Linked DNA regions of Mus musculus: region 2 is linked to region 1. Evidence: chromatin contacts called from public Hi-C data. All regions are on one chromosome and are shown on one strand. Each heading gives the region's core, a stretch centred on a gene start, on an enhancer-like site or on the middle of the called end of the contact. The rest is flanking DNA. Distances are from core to core; before and after follow the strand shown. Region 1 overlaps Tshz2 (teashirt zinc finger family member 2). Region 2 overlaps Bcas1 (breast carcinoma amplified sequence 1).

The links. Hi-C and Micro-C count contacts between places; a contact is called where the count stands out from the background.
Region 2: a Hi-C map of nephron progenitors shows a contact between it and region 1, with 2.2 times the contacts expected there. The contact joins two enhancer-like sites.

What each region holds. Positions count from the first base shown.
Region 1 is chr2:169,727,518-169,730,072 of GRCm38.p6, forward strand. The region is part of intron 1 of Tshz2 (teashirt zinc finger family member 2); the gene reads left to right. Among named protein-coding and RNA genes, the nearest start is that of Gm34344, 62 kb to the left of the region's middle. Within about 2 kb of position 1,279, at least 22 of the 459 cell types and tissues checked have an H3K27ac peak or open chromatin away from gene starts, as enhancers often do. A contact at or near this core is called in nephron progenitors, where this site is marked.
Region 2 is chr2:170,410,262-170,412,816 of GRCm38.p6, forward strand. The region is part of intron 3 of Bcas1 (breast carcinoma amplified sequence 1); the gene reads right to left. Among named protein-coding and RNA genes, the nearest start is that of Bcas1, 16 kb to the right of the region's middle. Within about 2 kb of position 1,265, at least 33 of the 459 cell types and tissues checked have an H3K27ac peak or open chromatin away from gene starts, as enhancers often do. A contact at or near this core is called in nephron progenitors, where this site is marked.

The sequences.
Region 1 (2,555 bases), core at 29-2,528:
AATGGATCCTTTTCAACAGTCCAGCCTGGGAAACTATTCTGAGAGATGAACAGAGTGATTCTTGCACACTATTAACTCCATCTGCCAAGTGGAAAACATCCCTCTGTTTTCAGTTTGGGGTCCAGGTTGATGGATGGGACTTTTCCATTGTGAAATATGCATGTTTAATTATCATTTCCACTGACCTCAGTGTTTGTACTCACAATATACATCAGCTGAATGCACAGGCTATTAATCACAAGGGTTCTGTTCAGGGTTTCTCTGGGCCAAGCTTTCATTGCATACTTTAGGATATCCAAAGTGTGGACACTACTGTGTCTGAGTTCCAAATTTCAAGAACGGACAAAAAGTGACAGGCATGGCTTTCCAGTTCCGGGTCTTACATGTCACTATGAGGGAGGTTACCTTCTGCTCAATGTCACCCCCCTGTGGGGCCCTCCTTGATGACTTTTGAAGTTAAATATATATTCCCTTGATTAAAATACTCTTTCCTTCTTTTAAGAATACTTTTAGTAATGTTTGTCTGTGTGTGGGGAAGGGGTGACATGCAAGCCAAAGCTTGTGTGCATGTGGAGGGCAGAAGATAGCTCGTGGGAGTCAGTTCCTTCCTTCTGCCATGTGGGTCCTGGGGTTCAAACTCGGGCCATCAGACTTGGCATCGAGCAAGCGCTTTACCTTCTGAGACAGATCATTTGCCTAGTGGCACACTCTTTGACTGAGAAGCTAAGTGTCTTTTTCCTCATTGCACACCTTTCGGTATTCAAATATACTTGAGACAGCACTGATGAAATGGAATCCTTGTATATCTTGAGCTTGTATATCTTGTATATCCTTGTATTTTGAGCTTCCCTGAAAGGGATGATCAAAACTCTGGCCTTTGTGTTGACCCAGGGCCTCAGTTTGTCCTTTTGGAGAGAACCATTCAGAATTCAAGTCAAAGAAAGTGGGTTTAGTGTTAGGTTGAAAAGAATCTGTGACAAATGCAACAGTAAAACAAGCCTGGAATTTTTAATACTTCTATTTATTGGAATAGGTATGGACTGGAGAGGCAGACAAAACTTACACAACAATGAACAAGGGAAAGGAAAACTGTGGTTGCTGTGTCTGAGTTCCAGGGACTCTTAATAAAGGCATATTCCGATTGGGAAGAAACAGAAGCCTATCTGCGCATACAAATGTAAATCACTTCTTTGAAACAAGGTCTTTAAACACCTCACCCCTCCTGGGCCAGGCATGCGGGTCACATGCTTCCTGTGTCTTCAGAGCTGGGCTCCACTTATTGGGAGCCACTGCAGGAGGGAGGACTTGTTTGAAACATGCTTGACTCCCCCATCAGAGCCCTAGCCCCTCCCTAGGTGTTTGGCCTCAAAGGTCAGTGTTTTTCCCAGTCCACCACAGCTGGTTTATGTCTGCTTTTGCCACCGGCGTTTCCACCAGGCGGAAAGCTTTGAAAAGGCTCCAGTCACATTTTGAAACTTCATGACAAAAAATTGAATGTCATCCAGAGACTAGTTTAGGATTTAAACATCGCTGTCAATCTAGGCTGTCACCACCACGAGATTTTTTACCCCGACGATAGATCACGGTGATGTGCTGGCCCTGACGGGTCTTGGACTGTTAAAACGATTGAGAACGGAATCTACTGGGCCATGCAAATAAATAAAAAGAGACAGGGAGTGTCAACCCTTGATGTGATTGCCTTCTTGGTTGTCAGGTCCTGGATGTTTCCAACCAGGCGTTTCCTGTTCTTTCCCGGTAACAGTCTGTGCAATGGGAAACAGAGGAAGTGGGACCTCCACTTCCTCACCAGTTTGAGGGTTGATAGTTTTGATCATTGAATGGCTAAAGGACAGACTAAAATGGAGACACCATTAGAACTGAAGTCAGATTCCAAAAATGTGTGTCTGTGGACAGAAAGAACAGGTCACAGACGCTGATTGCTGACATGAGCTGATCTAGGCAGGCAGAGAAGGAAGTACAAGGGCCAAGTGAGAGGAATCATGGAAGACGGGATGTAGAAACTTTAAGATGGAGGAACGTAGACATAGAAATGGTTGGATGTAAATGGGAAGGTGTGGTAGACATGTGAAGGGCTTGGATGGAACGGTCTAGGCACAGGAAGCAAGCCACCATGACTGACAAGAACTAAGCCACCCCTAAGTCAAGAAAAGATCAGAATGAAGATGTTAGTGGCAATGGAGTAAACGACCATCGCCACCAGCAAGGGGACTCATGGAGCACTCAGGATTGGAGATATTCAGTTTTCAGCCAGGGAGAACCCAGGAAGGACAAACAAAGACAAACTGGTTGGTTCTGTGGGTAGGATGTAGGCTCTTCCGGGACAGTGTGAGAAGGAGCTAGTGATGCACTTGATCAGTTAATAGCCCGGCACCAAAACAGGCAGATTCCCTGGTCACCTCTACAGGCAGGATCCTTGCTATCTATTCCATGACTTCACTCTCCTCATTTGTAGCGAGAGGTGCTTGCGCCAGATGGGTTTCCAAGGCAGTTCCCAATTTGGGAGAGAGTGGTTGGGGGCCCTGTGAGGAGGCACC
Region 2 (2,555 bases), core at 15-2,514, 680 kb after region 1:
GTGTGCATTTTTTTTTAAAAAATCTGATTCTGATGAATTTTTTATTTCCAACATTCCTAATTTTTTTTTTTGAAACCCAAATTCCTTCGCCGATACTTTCCTAGGTCGCTGGTTTCTCATCGGTTTTGCTAACTGTCCCCCGGCGTTGCTGACTCTCCTCTCCTGGACTGGGATTGAATTCAGCTGCTTCTTTGTGTTTTCTTCGGGCTATCAGTCATCTTTTGATACTTTTGAAAGCTTCCTGGCATCTCATCCTCTCAGTGTCTTTGAGCTCGGGAGTTGGGAACCCTGGGAGTCGGGAACCCTGGCTTTTGTAAAAGTCCTGCTGCTTTTCTTTTCTTTTAACAGTTTTTCTCCCCTCTTCTCGGAACAGTTTTTTTTTTTTTCCTTTTCTCTACCATGACGTGTATACTTGTTGGTTTAGATTTTTCTTCTAGTCTTTTCTTTTGGGGGGAGGATTTCTTACTAAACTTCTACTTATTTATTATGGATGCCGGATGGGGTGGAGCAAGTGCCCTGGCATGTGTGTGGATGTCAGAAGACAACTCGCAGGACTCCGTTCTCACCTACCACCATGTGGGTTCCAGGTGTTGTGGACTTAGGTCATCGGCGGCAAGCACTTGCTATGCCATCTTGCTGGCCCATAAACATTATCTCAGGCACAAATGGATGGGAAACAACACAGAGCAGGACAAGTTCAGTAATGTCGCGCATTGTAGGCAACCACTGGGGGTCCTAGAGTGGACCCCTACATGAAAAGAGGCAGCTACCGGAACTCCTTGTTTGCTCCCCACTGTATCTAAGCCCCGAGTGAACGGAGGCTTAGAATGTCAATCTTACAGCCCCGAATGTCTTTAGGAATGCCTTTCGGTAAGGCCAAGTCTGGTTACGAGGGTCAGGCACAGAGCGGAGCCCTGCAGGCACTCGGGAGAAGACGGGGATGCTTACAGCAGAGCAGGCACCCTGTAACAAGCTGCGGGGGACAGGCTCCTCTGTTCCTGAGACTCACTGTCTCAGGCCTCCCAGAAGTTTTCAAAAGGAAATCTGAGATTCCCGGTCTTCACTAAACCATCTGCTTCCGAAGCCTCTGTCTGCTCCCGATGCCTGCTCTCCCCACAAGCGCCATTAGTGTGTGTGTGTGTGTGTGTGTGTGTGTGTGTGTGTGTGTGTGTGACGTAAGTGCTGCGGATCCAAACCCAAGCCCTCATGTTTGCACAGCAAGCACTCCCCCATCTCTCCAGCCCCTCCAACATCACTTCCTACACGACCTTGCTTTACACCGACATCCTGCTACACTGATATCCTGATCTATCAGAATAAATCACAAATAAATCACAGCGTTCAGCAATCACAAGGGGGAGCTGTTACAAATCCTGAAGATGCAACGGGAGTGTAGAATTATGGGAGTTTGCATGGGTAAAATTCTTGCATCAGGCACACAGTTGATGTCGCATCAGGATCTAAATGTAGCAGTTCCTTGTAGAGGGAGGGAGGCAGATGTTGAGTTCTTCAAAAGAGCATTCTATTTAAATATCAAAGGGCTACGGGAATCCCTTGGGAAAAGTGATAAAGACCTTGGAGGGTGTACAGTAATGGCTCTCTGCGGGTTGGATTGGGTAGGGTCGGGTCGAGTAGCAGGAGTCAAGTGACACTTCAAACAGTGGCTCTCCATGCTGGGCAGACGCGTTTGTCGTTCTGAAGTGTCAGGGTTCCTGATGCTGATCCCTGTGGCTTGGAGGAAGATGGGAGACTCGGAATCTTCACTCATGGCTCAGATTTCAAGCTTTCTTCTCTGCTCTCAAGAGCCAAAATGTCTTGGCCAGGAAACCCTAGCACAAACAACAGTGGGAGCTTTGGACCTGAGGGATGGAGTCTTGATTACCAGCTTGATTTGCCTGGATGTTGAGTGATGTCATGGGAATCCGAGTGGACTATTAACCCTGTGTTGCCCAGAACATTTTGAAGAGGCCACAATGAAGCTCAGTTCCCGTGGGTAACACCGGGGCAGCGACATCACACCATCATCCACTCTGTCTTCCCTTCTCTCCACCTTCCTAGTGTGTGTATACTTTGCAAAACCAGGGAGTGCACAGGGCTACTTCAAGTGCAAAGCCACCTGCTCCAGCACTGCCACTCAAAGACAGCAGATGGCTGAGTTAGTCCTGGGGGTTTTGCTTGTTTTTTGTTTTTGTTTAAATCAGGTAGATAACATGCATCTGACATGCCTTTCTACCAAATTTGATGACTCTCACAGTCATTTTCCTTCCTGTCTCTGCCTTCCACCCTTTTCACAACTAACATCTGCAAACTGATGTGGATCCTCAAACATTCTTGGTATTTGGACATGGTGGCTGTGTTTATTATTGTGAGTGGGTGTGAAAGCCAGAAGAAGACAGTATCAGGTGTTGTTCCTTAGGTGACATCCACCTTCTCTGTCTGTCTGTCTATCTGTCTATCTGTCTGTCTGTCTGTCTGTCTGTCTGTCTGTCTGTCTGTCTACACACACACACACACACACACATACCACATTACCTTATCCATGAATATTCTAGAAG